Linked DNA regions of Mus musculus: region 2 is linked to region 1. A link is a contact called in public HiChIP or PLAC-seq data. All regions are on one chromosome and are shown on one strand. Each heading gives the region's core, a stretch centred on a gene start, on an enhancer-like site or on the middle of the called end of the contact. The rest is flanking DNA. Distances are from core to core; before and after follow the strand shown. Region 1 overlaps Gm34992 (a long non-coding RNA gene). Region 2 has its middle 20 kb from the start of Gm35048.

Region 1 (7,115 bases), core at 2,963-5,462:
CCTCCCAAGTGCTGGGATTAAAGGCGTGCACCACCATGCCCGGCTCAGAATGTGAGAGAGTGGGGGACAGGTTGGGGGAGGAGGGGACATGGGACACTGGAAATGGGGGGCTGGGGTCCCAATACCTCTTCAAGGACTCTTCCCCAGTGGCCTAACTTCTTCCCAGTAGGACATACTTTAAAGTCTCTATCATTTCTCAACAAAGTCAGACTGGGGGCCACGTCTTTAAATGCGGCCTTTTGCAGCTGCTTATCCAAACCATAGCAATTTTGGAACATGAGCTGTGGGTGGCAAGAGGCAGCAGAGACTTAAGAGTAAAGCCAATGCTGGTATGGAGCACCAGTGTGGAGCACCAGGGAGCATCAGGGACTCCTAGCCTCTGCTTTCCTGAACTTTTATCTCATTTATTTGCCCTTTGATATCAGAGGAAATAGGGGCTGAGGCCACACCACAAATGACACTATGCAATTGTTTTCCTGTTGAAAATATTTTCATGCTATAGTGATGAGCGGGAGAAAGGTCTAAAGGGGACAAGGCAGACGGCAGGGTGAGACTCTGTGTCCCCAAAAGCCAGAGTACAGGCCAGAATCACAGCAGTCACACCCAGAGGGAAGGTCTGCCCAGTATTTCTCCTTCCGAGGCTTTGTCCACATCTTCTCAGCGACCCCAGGAGTTCCCTTTCTTTCCTATTCATCGACACACATCAGGCCTGAGCACGAAGCCTGACTGTAGCCTGTGAGGGTGACTGACTTTCCTGTTGTTCCAGACAGTTTGTCCTAGTCCCGTCTCTCTTGTGCCAGACCTGCACTTACCTGAGTCCTATTCCCTGACTGGCTTCCTGCCCTGCTTCCCTTCCTCTGAGCTTGGGCGTTTGCATCTGACCTCTTGGGGAGGTCAGTGGCTGGAACCTGCACGGCTCTCTTCCAGGGCTGCTGCTGAAGTCAGGATGGCCTGTTTAGATTTAATTTGAGCTTGAGGAACACCTGAGTCACACTTGCCCTGGAAGTCTCTCCCGGCACCTGAGAGTCTGACTTACCTGGTGACTTAGTCAGGGTTTGTGTTCCTGCACAAACATCAGGACCAAGAAGCAAGGTGGGGAGGAAAGGGTTTATTCAGCTTACACTTCCACACTGCTGTTCATCACCAAAGGAAGTCAGGATAGGAACTCACATGGCAGGAACCTGGAGGCAGGAGCTGACACAGAGGCCACGGAGGGGTGCTGCTTACTGGCTTGCTTCCCCTGGCTTGCTCAGCTTGCTTTCTTATAGAACCCAGGACTACCAACCCAGGGATGGCACCACCCACAATGGGCCCTCCCTCATCCATCACTAATTGAGAAAATGCCTTACAGCTGAATCTCATGGAGGCATTTCCTCAATTGAGGGTCCCTTCTCTGCGATAACCCCAGCTTGTGTCAAGTTGACACACAAAACCAGCCAGTACAGTTACTTTCTGAATGAAATGCAAGGAGGTATTCTGGGATCAAGAGACTGGGGAGGATGGGAGAGTGGAACAGAGGGAAATGGCAGGGAGAAACACAGATGTGGAATGTGAGCTTGGGTGTTATGCAGGTGGTTCATTACCCAAAGCAGTTTTGAGATTTGACATTTGGAGATGCTAGGTCTCTGGGACCTGATCTTCTTCAGGCCCTACAAGAGAGGCTCCTTTCTCTGTGATAACTCTAGCGTGTGTCAAGTTGACACACAAAACCAGCCAGTACATCTGGGTAGCCTGGATTCCTGTAGGCTGACTCTGTGGGCCCTGTGCTCACTCAGTAAGAATACATACCTGTGCTGGATACTGCTCCCAGTCACGGACTTCCCAAGGGTGGACTTCACTGCAGGGTCACCACACCTCTTCTCATCCCTGCTTTAGAAGAACCATCACACTGTAGTGCCAGCCCGCCATTGTGGAGCAGAACAGTCTTCCAGTGAGTGTATGTTTCCTCCCCAAGGCAGTCTACCCCCCAGCTCAGCATAGATAGGCCTGGCTCTGGGCCCAGCAGCAGACACATGCTTATTACAAATGTACAGGGCTCCAAGTAGGCACAAGTCTGCGGCGGTTGTTGATTGGCCAGAAGTTCACAGTATCCAATCAGGAGCAGAGGCTCTCCACATTGGTCTTCTACAGAGCTGCCAGGACAGGTTTTCTTTCCTCTCATAGACTTTCCTCAGTGGTAGGATGCTCGCACAGAGATGTGCAGAATGAGAGGCTGGGTGTGGAAGAAGACAACTAGCTCACATTGTGCCTGACCTCTGAGGGCTGCAGAATGCCACAGACGTGGAGAGGAAGGACTTAAGAAACAGTGTTTGCTAAAGGCCAGCTCTGGTACCACAAGCCATGCATATTGTGCTGGGGCACTGGATGGATGGAAATGCAGCTGGACAGCCATCCCTGGATCCCACCCTGCAGCGGAGAAGGATGCAGCAACCAGAAGTGCAGATAATAGGGAACTAATACTGGTGAGGTGACACCTGTCACCACCCCCGAAATCAGTCTGGCAAGGGGACTTCCAAGTGCATGTCTTACCCTTAAAACATGCTGAGACCAACCGGCGTGTGAAATGCAGGTCCAGTCCAGGCACATGGAAGCAAGCAAGACCTGGAAATTGTGTGTTTGGGCCACATAAATGTCCCTGGTAGTAGGCACACACAATCCATGGCTGTGAGCCTCAGATAGGTGGCTTTATTCCATCTGGAAGGGACAGTGAGGAACTAGCAGGAAAGAGAAGTCAACACTGGAGACAGGGGAGCACCAGGGTTTGTCACAGCTGCTTCTCAGGGCTGACCACCTGGCATGGCTGGGAATGGCTTGCCTTGGTCACTTCTCACAACTCAATGGCTGTTGACCTAGCCCCCTACAATGGGCTGCAGCAGAGGCTCTGAAACATCTCTACACCTCCCCCTACTTGGTGTTGGGAGTGGACCAGGCTTGAACTGGGAAACATGTCAGACATTGAATGTTTCAGGGGTAGGGAGATGACACAGACTCTTTCTTGGGTGAACAGTCTGTTACGCCTCCTAAGAGTAAGAGGACAGCCACATCACACAGGGTCACATAACTCATTGGGGAAGCAAACAGAAAAAATGGGCCACCAGAAGGAATTGGTGTACTCCTTCTGCTTCTGCTTCTGTGAGGTGCTTGAGGGGACGACAATACTGTCGTGGTGTCTAAGATGTAGATGAAGGTGGTGGCTAGGTGGTAGACTCGGGATCCATTTTGAGTGCATTTCGGGACATGCTGAGCACATCTGCAAGGTCCTCGGTCTCTAGGACTGAACTAATCCTGGGAGGGGCAGCTTCTGCCCTACAAGACCCTCAAGATAGCAATGCATCCAAAAATAGAAAATAAAAGCATGAACGACACACAGCGTGACCCAAGGTAGAAGGAGGGCTTTTGCAGGGATAGGGTAGAAGGAGCACTCAGAAGTCAGAGGGCGAGGGATCAATAGAAGTGTGTATTCCCTGGTTCTCATCCCAGTCACTGTCACTTGGCTGAATGACACTGCTTTTATAAGGCAAATGCCACCGTCAGGGCCCATGACTATGCCGAACAACTGAGGGTGAATTCAGAGAAATATTTCTCTAGAAGACAAAATAAAATATGTGTTTGTGTGTGTACACCTGTGTGTTATATGTATATATGTATATGATATGTATACATATTTATGATATACTGTCAATGCCTAAGCAAATGACAATAGCAACCAGGCCTGGGGAGGACTTGCTGACAGAAACTTAGGAAAGAAACAGCCTTGCTATTTGTCTGTTTTCAGTTGTCTGCCCCAGCCTCAGTTACATGGAATTAAACTTGAAGTCTGCTGGAGCTGACAATACGTGAGTCAGGATGTCACTTTCACCGTGTCAGCAAGACAACTCACCCCGAGACACCCATCCCCAGAGTCGCATCGTCTTACGGGCCACATCCCGTAGAAGGAGGATGTGTGTTGGGGGTGGTGCCCCTGGTCTGGAAACCAGAGAAAGAATTGGAAAGGTCAACTCCAGGGAGGTCCTGCAATCTCCATGGTGACATCTCAAGTGACACAGAGGTCACGGAAGGTTGCACTTAAGAGCCACCAAGCAGGGCTGCCAAAGTCTCTGGGAGAAGGTCAAAGGAGGTAATGGAGCAGGAAAATCAGCCGGGGCACAGTCTGGGAGGAGCCAGCAGCCAAGCGTGCGCAGAGGCTCCAGCCTCTCCCTTCTTTTCCATGGGAATCATCTGTGTTTGGGAATCTATGTTTCCTTGTGACTTCTTAGCTGGCTACCCAGACCCTTAACCCTGAATGTAGGCGTGGCCCTTTGGAAGTGGCCCCATTGCTCCCAGTTGGTGGCCTCCCCATTCTCTTCTGTGGCATCCACAGTAGCCACACCTTCTGCTGTGTTTGAAAGGAAAGGGGCCACAGTGACTGGGGCAGCAGGTGCCTTGCACATACCACCAGTGAGTAGATAATTGAGCCCTCAGGCTACTGTGTAAGCTCTGTTTATTATTTCTTCTGTCTGGTTTGTCTCCCCCGGAGGTTTTTGGCTTGAGGTGGGACCTTTAAGAGGTGGAGCCTAGTGCAAGGGAGTGAGGTCATGGAAACATTGCGCGGAAAAGAGTACCTCAGGTCTCATGAGACTTAACTAGTTCCCATCCCCAGGCTCCCGATGGAGAGGAGCAGACATGAGCGCCATGCTCTTGAGATTGCATAGTCATTTTTAGTTAACATTCTTTTCATTGATGAATTGACTGATTGATTATATGTGCACATGCACACATTCCCAGAGATGTGTGTGCAGATGCAGATATAGGTTATGGGGACTGAACTCAGGTGGTCAGGCTTGGCAGCAAGCACTTTAATAGCTAAACTATATCAATGATCCTATTTTTTAAAAAAAGATCTATTATTTTCATGCGTGTGGGGGGGTGTATTATGTGGTGTGTATGTGTGTGCATATGCGAGTATGTGTGTGTGTGTGTGTGTGTGTGTGTGTGTGTGTGTGTGTGCGCGCGCGCGCTGGTGACCATTGTTATGCATTATAATGAGGAGGTGCCTAGCAGGCCCATGCCAAGGTATCTTCCTGAGAAACCATGCTATGTGCAGCAGATCTGGTATAAAGAGGGTTTCTTTGGTGGAAGGGAGAGGAGTGAGGGCCTGGAAAAGAGGCAGAGGTGGACAGATGGGGAGTAGAGCCATGAGGGGGGGCGGGGAGAGACAGAGACAGAGAGACAGAGAGAGATACAGAGACAGAGACAGAGACAGAGAGAGACAGAGACCTCCTGCCTGGAACGTGTGGGAATACAGAGAGCTAGCTGGGGTGGTGAGCTATCATTTTCTATGGTGCCCATACCTGTCAGTGGCAGGTAGTGGCAGCAGATGATGATGTAAGCCATTGCTAGGTCCCTGGGAGGAGCCTAGTGGAATCACCTGTAAGCCAACACCCATGAAGGTTAAAATGGGGCTTTAGATCTCTTAAAGCTGGCGTTACAAGTGTGTGTGAGCCTCCAAATATAGTTCCATAACCTCTTGGAACAGCAGCCCTCGTGGTGAATATTTCACATGCAAACTACCCATGTGGACTGTCATAAACTCCCAAGAAACTGAGGTGGGTCGTGTCATGTCAGGTCCATGAGTCTCATCTCTATCCCATCCCCCAACCCTCCGTGTCTAGGTTGCACTCTGTCACACTCCTGAAGTGCAGCTGACATTTCAAGTGACCTCTTTCCCTTCCCTAGGATGGACCAGGACCTCTGGAGATCAGAACCCTCAGGCTAAAGGAAGAGGAAGGACAGGACCAGAGAGGGACGCACCCAGGCATCTACACACTGCTCTGGTCCCCCAGGGTGGGGTAGGAACAGCCCGAGTTTAACATCCTCCCCGGAGCAGGACCCAGACTGACAATTTTGTTTTCTTGATTCTTGACTACCCTGAGGTCCATGTGATAGACAGATCAAGCCTCAGGGAGGATAAGAGATGGGGTTAGGGCTCTGAGGGTAGATTTCAGCCACTAGGTTCTTAAAGTCAGATCTGCCCAAAAGGTAGGTTTTGTTGGGAGCTACAATGGCTCGGCCTTCTGCACACATTTCCAAAGCCTTTGTCCAGTCAGCATCTCCCTGAGGGTCAGAGCTCAGGGTGAGCCATGGCTTCATCTTCTCCGAGCACCTCCTCCTGTCTGCTCTGCACTTTGGTCTGTCTGCATTTAGGCCTGCTGGTTCCAACCACAAGATAGAATATTTGTTGCTTTTTATTGAGACTGGATCTCACTATGTAGTCTTGGCTGGCCCAGAGCTTGCTGTGTAGACCAGGCTGGCCCAGAGCTTGCTGTGTAGACCAGGCTGGTCTCAAACTCAGACCTTTGCTTGCCTCTACCTCCCGAGTGCTGGCATTGAAGTTGTATGTCACCACCTCCAGCTTAAAAAAAAACGTAGGTTTTTAAAGAGCCTCGCTGAGAGAATGGGGTTTTATCCATACTGGAAAATGCCCACCGGGAAAGAAGAGAAACCAAATGCAGCCCCCAGAGCACAGGAATTCAACTCTGCAGACTTGTAGGCCAGCTGGAGACCATGGGGACAGGTTTCTGACAGACAGACAGACAGACAGACAGACTGAGTAGCACCCACGTATCAGGCAGAATATCTGTCTGCCCTCCCTCTCCCTCAATCCCTTTTGTTCTCTCTCTGGCTGGGCTTTCCTCCTTGTGAGGTCCTAAGAGTTTAAACTGGAGAAGCAAGAGAGCCAGTTTCTTTCTTTTTTTCTTTTTCTTTTTTTTTCTTTTTTTTTTTTTTTTTTTTTTTTTGCATAGATGACACAAGTCAAGCACACACAATCCCAAGTCCGTAATTAGCTGTTCCCTAGGGCCTCCAGCCACGTTCCTGGGAACAAAGTTCCATCCTCTCTTGCTAGCCCTCAAACCAAGCTGGGCACTTCTAAAGACCTCACATTGCAGCTTCCCTAAGCTATCCCCTCTGTGCTGAAAGGAAAGCAGAGAAGGACCACCTCAAGGTCCCATTCAGCATAATAGCAGGCGAGCCTAAAGGCAGGCCAGATCTAGGGTACACCCAGCTTGCTGGTTCCACATGGCTCAGCCTGCCCATTTGCTCAGAATCAGGGTCTAGCATCTCTAGTCCCAGTGACC
Region 2 (6,883 bases), core at 792-3,291, 100 kb after region 1:
CTGCAGATCTGGGGAGGAATGGGGGGCAGGCAGTGAGGGGGAGGTAAGCTAAGTGACAAAGTGCTAGCTCCTGGGGCGTCTGCAAAGGGCAGGGCTTCTCCAAGCATGACCCGAGATATGAAAGGCCATGGCAGGAATGAGGCAAAACTCAAACATGCCTCACCTACGTGCCAGCCACAAACCCAGGGCAGACACCGCAAACACACATGAATGGCTTCACAAGGATGGAGGTCCCGAAACAAAAACCTGAACTCCAAATCATGAATGTCCTGGGAAAATGGATCACTCTGTAAAGTGCCTGCCTTGCAAGCACAAGGACATGAGTGTAAACCTCAGAACTCACAAACTCACATACAAAGAAAAAAAAAAAGCCCTAGCCTGTGCTTATATCGATACTTGGATGCAGAGGCAGATGGATCCCTTAGACCCACCAACCAGCTTAGCCGACTCCTAGCTCAACGAGAGACCCTGTCTCAAAAAAAAAAAAAAAAAGAAAGAAAGAAAGAAAGAAAGGTGAATGATATCCAAGGAATGACACCAGAGGTACTCCTATGGATAACACACACAAGAATCTATGCACACACATGCACAGGCATATACTCACACACACATATGCACACACACAGAGACATACATACACACATGCACACATGCACTTGTACGCAGAGAAAAGCAGATTCTCAGGAGTAGTTTGAGGTGCATCTTCATCTTTGGAAAACATTAGTTTAAATCTCAGAAAACAGACCTGCAACTCACAGGAGAAATTACAGGAAGGTGCATTTTTCAACTACAAAACCTTCCAAGAACAAGGCTGTAGAACAGGAGATGGAGATGGCCTCTCTACCCTACTCCCTGGACTCCCAGCCCCTCTCCTGGAATGATTACACAGGGAGACTCAATGGTCACAGGCAGAGCTACCACATTCACATCTGCCTGTGAATGAAGACTGCTTGCAGATGTGTCCACATTGCCGTTCAGGAAATGTTTATTGGTCAGAGGCTAAGAGGACACTTGTCCCTGTGTATATTGCCACTTACTTGCCCCCTCTGTGACAGGAGAGTCCTCTACACGAAGCAGAAGCATCTCAAGTCTACACCACTCTTTGAGAGCCCTACACTTCCCAGTGGATCACTGCTAGCCAAGTATGCGGACAGCGTGCTTGCTGCTGGCGCCAAGAAGCACAATCGAGGGAGGAAGAGCGTATCTTAAATAGAAGTGGTATTTGCAGTTGGTAAAACATAGATTATTTTTGCTCTTAGAGAAATTGATTTCCTAGAAGATGATTAATTATGTCTGCAAAACAGAAAATCCATCAAAGACAAAGTGGTTTTCCTTTCAGAAAACACTAAAAAAAAATTCTCTACCATGTCATTGCATAAATATGATGTGCTATTAATAGGCATCTTGTCTCCTTATACTGGGTTCATTTTCTGGGGAAGTGGGGACTTGCTTTGAGACTAGGGAAATGTTTTGTTCTCTTCTCTGGTTCCTGGGAATCTAAGCAAAAGTTCTGCCTGTACTAACTCTAATGAAGGTCATTGTGTGGGGAAAACAAGGAAAGAGACCCCAACTTGCAGTGTGAAAGGGACTTTTTCAGTGAGTCTGTGCTACCTTCAAGGAAGGTCCAGAATCCCACTACCGTCCAACTAACCCACTTCTTATACCCTCACCCAGCAGGCCCAGGATGCCACCTTGCTCCAGCCATGACTGTGCACTGGCCCCCTCTAGGACTGAGTAAGAAAACCTTTCCAGGGGCAGCCCTGGGAGTGACTTTCATCTGGAGTGCTATAGTTACCTCCTAGCTGGGATTTCTCAATCCATCTCCCTTCCTTTCTAGAAGGTCACTCTAATCAGACAGCCAGAGTGATCCTGTAAAAACCAGTTAGATCACAGGCTGTGTGGCTCAATCCTTGCAAAAGCCTCCCATCTCAACCATAGTTGAAAACAGAGTGCTTAGCCCCACCCTAGTCAGGAACTCCTTTTCTCTCTCTGGCTGCCCCAGCCGGACTGTACTGGCTTTCTGTTTTTAGAACAACCACTGGACCATCATATCCTTGCTGGGTTCTCAAATGGGGACTTTCTCCCGTGAGGGTAGCTTCATACAGGCTCCTCTGTGTTGCAGGATTTTCCCTGTCCAATTACATTAGGGCAGAGGAGGCCCGTGATTGGACAGGGAAAAGGGAGGTGGAGCTAAGAGTTGCAGGGACAGAGAGAGTATCAGAGGAGAGGGAGAGAAGAATGGAGGCTGACATGCTGGTTGTGTGGGGTTTGAATAATTGGGATAAAGATTTTATCATTATCAATTGGCTCTGAAATTATTATATGGGCATCTTGTAAATTGTGATATTATTGATATACTGGTTGGTTAATTAAGCTTTAAATCTTAATTCTACTAGGTAATTTGGTGTTGAGAAGGCTGACTGTGGTATGAGCCCGGTAGGAGCCCTGTGGTCTGGCGTGGCTGGAGAGTTGGAGGGCTAGGAGGAGCACAGGAGTATGGTCCAGCCCCGTAGAGAGTTGGCATGTTCATTTTTTAATATTTCCTACACTTCTGTACTTTTATGAGTCTTCAAGGCAAATGTTACTTTTCCTGCAGAACTTTCCAAAATGCTGATGTTGGAGTTCTAGCAGCTTCTTCACACTTCCTGCACCTGTCTCTGCTTCCGGCTTCCATAACACTCATTACTCCCAATACACCACATAGCTTCCCTTACAGCAAGCCACATTTCTCACAGTGGAGGTACTTCTGTTTAACCCTCTATATAAGCCCTGATTTTTAGTCTGAGCCTGACACATAGTAATATTCAAAGTGCATTTGAATGACTAAATGAATGGTTGTTTGCTTGAGTGTCTAAAAGCAAAGATAGGGAGGTAAAATAGATATAGATTGGTAGACAGATGATTGAGAAGGTATTTGGGTAGGTGGTGAATGGAAGAATGGATGAATGGGTGGATAGGTTGGTAGGGGAATACATGAATAGATGGATGACTGGATGGATAAATGGATAGATAGATCACTGGGTAGATGTGTGGATGAATGGATGTGTGGATGGATGGGTGGGTGGATGGATGGATGGATGGATGGATGGATGGATGGATGATTGGATGATGAAAGCCTAGATTAATGAGTGAATGGGTATATGAATGTGTGAGAGAGTAGATAGATGGGTGGATGGGTAAATTAATAAATAATGGTTGGGTAGGGGGCTGGAGAGATGGCTCAGCAGTTAAGAGCACTGACTGCTCTTCCAAAGGTCCTGTGTTCAATTCCCAGCAGCCACATGGTGGCTCACAACCATCTGTAATAGGATCTGATGCTCTTCTGGTGTGTCTAAAAGCACCTACAGTGTACTCATATAACTATAATAATCAATTTTTTGAAAGATAATGGTTGGGTAGATTTAATAGACTAAGGGATGGAAGGGTGGGTGAGTGATAGGTAGATCAGTCCCCTCCTCCTACATATAGAAAGCATGGTTGGCTTCAGGAGTGCCTAACTCAAGAGCATTGGGACCACCAAAGGAGACTGTGATTCGGTCGGTTTGGATTGGAGCCCAGGAATCTCAGTGTAATAAGCTCCCCGGGGTTTATTTTGTACAGGGAAGATTGAGTCAAGGGACGTCAGAAAGGTCTGTAAAAGCCTTTCTATCAGCCCGAGCAGCTGGAAGAACGCTCCACCTCATGCAAAGTAAACACTCAGGAGAGCATTCTCTAGGAACAAGGATTGAGAAAGATGGCCGCCAGAAACACACCAGAAGGTCCTTTGGGCTTCTTCCCAGTGTCGCTACCATGGTCTGAATCCTCCCTGTAGAAGAGATTAGCAGAGCATGCACCTTCCCTCCTCCTCCGTCCACAGTGGAGCTCGCTGGCTTTCTTGCCTCCTGGTTGGGGACAGATGAGAGGCTAGAGCAGCCCAGACTCTGCCCAGGCGATCAAACTTCCTGTCCGTCACAGGTTAGAATTATCAGGCATCACACTTGACCTTTACCTGGTTGCTTTCGGGGTCTTACATGATTTTGCAGCACCCCTTCAGGAGTCAGCTGCCTGTTTCTTTAAATGATGCTGGCTCTCCTTCACAGCCTGTGGTGTGTAACTGTCCCCTAGCACCGCCACACAGCTTTGTACACACAAATATCTAGCTGTTTTCAACACTGGGTCCTATAATGAATGGGGATTCATGCAGGGTCTGCATGCAAAAAAGACTGAGGGCTGGGGGTGGTATAGAGAAGAAAAAGAGAGGAAACTCCTTAAATCAACACAACCAAGATAGATAGAGTTGAATACAAAGTCCTGGACTTGTATGTCTGAGAGGTCACAGGCCAAGTAGGAAAATACTACTGTTGTTTTATTGAATTAAAAAGTTGTCAGAACACTTTCGCAGTATTTATATTTTTACCCATAGATTAGCGCTGTTCTCAACCTTAGTCAGGGATGCATCTTTTTCCAGTGGGCAAGACTTTTTTTTGCAGAGACTCATATTTGGTCCAAGTGGTAAGGATGAGTTGTCTTGAGTGTTTCATCTCTAAGCGGGACACATATCACCCCCTCCAAGGCTGGGGAATACAGAGGAAGAGGGGCAGAGAGCAGCTAAGAGCCAGAGGGGGAGGAGGGGGAGAGGGAGGAGGAAAGGGGAGGTGGGGAGGGGAAGAGGGGAAGAGCTGTGTGAGCTATTTTCTCAGGATACAACATGGCCACTGCACTTATGAACTCACAGCTGTGGTTACTGTTGTGCAAGCCCAACAGCACCCAAGATGCCAGAATGGCTTACCACAAGTCCTGATCCCTGCCTGAGGAACTATTGGTGACAGGTGACCACTGAAGGACACAGAATAATTTTTCTTCAGTGGTGTAGCACACTAGGAAGATGCCCACCCTGGAAAAAGCCATGGGAAAATGAAATGTGAGCTAGGGTGAGACTCCAATGTCAGTGTGCTTGGATGGCGCACAGGAGGCCTTGAGCTCCATGTCCCTCACCCAGTGACATTTACGGGCTCTGGGTCTTGTATGCATGCAGAAGGTTCTGAAGTTCAAGGGTCATGCTCAGTTGTATAATGAGTTCAAAGCCAGTCTGGGCTGCATTAAAACAAATCAAAACAATCCGCAAACAAAATGGGTTGCATTGAAAGGATATGGGGTCACGTGATGGGGATTTTATCTGATGTTTCCTGTGTGAAAGTTATAAGGACAAATGGGTGCTCAGATCATAAAACGCTGATGTCTTTGTTTGAAAGGACTGGTGTAAGTCCTTGGTTCTTTCCATTCATAGGTAAATTCTTGAACCACCTCCAGAGAATGTCACCTACCCAAGAGTCAAGGCAGTGTGACCTTCCCAGCGAGGTCTCCTTTCCTCCAGGAAACCCTTATCCAGCAGACTTTCAGAGGATTGTAGCTGAACAAGATGGTTGGATTCCTTCTTTCTGGCTGGCTTCTCTGTCCTGCAGGGACATGCTTCCTCCAGCAAACTCCTTTGCCAAGACCATGCCCACATTTTAAATACTTTGGAAGGAGATACAAGTTCACGCTTGCTTTTATATAGCCCGAGGTTTCGTCGTTTAACAGAAGTACTTAACATTTATGTTATTGTATTAGCTGATATTAGGGGGTCTTCATTTCGGCTCAGTTGTGATTTCTGTTTACATTTTCCTTGTGTTTCTGGCTTAGTCCCCTTCCTTGGCTGGAGTACAGGAGCCTCACTTGCTGTCTTTTCAGTGGTATGGCTTAAGAGCCCACACGCCCATCGCCAACATTCCTAAGAGCTGCCCCTTACTCTCCCCCAACCCCCCCCCACTACCACTCCTCCATCCCCCCACTCCCCACCCCGCAGACAAAATGTGCACTGGAGCACACAGAATGGAAAACAACCACCAGAGCTGGTTAGTGCATTTTCTTTAGCTCTACCCCCTTTCCAAAATCTCCTTGAAGTGGGAGGTGGGGTGGGCTAGGGGGTGGGGTGGGGGTGGAGAGGGGTGGGGGATGGGAGGGATTTGCAGCGCAGGTGCTTGACATTTTCTCTTCAGCATCTTATTCATGCATTGAATTTTCAGTTTGCTGCCTCCCACGTCTTTTTTTTTTATTAGATATTTTCTTTATATACATTTCAAATGCTATGCCGAAAGTTCCCCATACCCTCCCCCTGCCCTGATCCATTATCCACCCACTCCCACTTCTTGGCCCTGGCATTCCCCTGTACTGGGGCATATAAAGTTTGCAATACCAATGGGCCTCTCTTACCAATGATGGCCGACTAGGCCATCTTCTGATACAAATGCAGCTAGAGACACGAGCTCCAGGGGGGTACTGGTTAGTTCATATTGTTGTTCCACCTATAGGGTTGCAGACCGCTTCAGCTCTTTGGGTGCTTTCTCTAGCTCCTCCATTGGGGACCCTGTGTTCCATCTTATAGATGACTGTGAGCATCCACTTCTGTGTTTGCCAGGCACACGTCTTAATCTTTGCTCAGTTCAGCGAATATCATCACTGCTTGTAGGGAAAAGGGGCCTTCTAGTCCTGAGACCATCCCGTGTCCCTAGGAAGGATGTGACTTGGAAGATGTTGAAGACCAGGATGGCCTGTTTCCTGTCACTGGACAGCCAAGACTGGTGCTTCTTGCAGCAAAGGCCTGTTTTGTTGGTTTGTGCTTGCTGGCTTCTTGTGTCACTGGACTTCTGACACTTTCACAATGGTGTGTCTTTCTCTGTGTTTCTCCATGTGATGTCCAACATGGAGTCATTCCCGTCTGGCCTTTTGATTATAAGACTGAATTAGCACTCAGAAGAGAATCTCATGTTAACTGCTCCCCTTTCAAAAATGAGGGAGCATTGAGATAGGCCGAGAGCAAGGTTCACATGCACATGGACCAGAGTTCAATCTCCAGAATCCAAGT

The links. HiChIP or PLAC-seq counts read pairs in DNA pulled down with a chosen protein or histone mark.
Region 2: a contact with region 1 is called in an H3K27ac HiChIP or PLAC-seq map of heart atrium, with 7 read pairs. The contact joins two enhancer-like sites. A contact is called at or near these places in 2 of 484 Hi-C or Micro-C datasets (the G1E-ER4 cell line and liver) and 3 of 115 datasets of contacts at active chromatin or transcription factors (embryonic stem cells and heart atrium).

Annotation. Positions count from the first base shown.
Region 1 is chr1:90,420,164-90,427,278 of GRCm38.p6, forward strand. All of the region lies in intron 3 of Gm34992 (a long non-coding RNA gene), which reads left to right. Among named protein-coding and RNA genes, the nearest start is that of Gm28722, 80 kb to the right of the region's middle. Within about 2 kb of position 4,213, at least 32 of the 459 cell types and tissues checked have an H3K27ac peak or open chromatin away from gene starts, as enhancers often do. A contact at or near this core is called in embryonic stem cells and heart atrium, where this site is marked.
Region 2 is chr1:90,522,945-90,529,827 of GRCm38.p6, forward strand. It overlaps a transcript of Gm35048 not described here. Among named protein-coding and RNA genes, the nearest start is that of Gm35048, 20 kb to the left of the region's middle. Within about 2 kb of position 2,042, at least 16 of the 459 cell types and tissues checked have an H3K27ac peak or open chromatin away from gene starts, as enhancers often do. A contact at or near this core is called in embryonic stem cells and heart atrium, where this site is marked.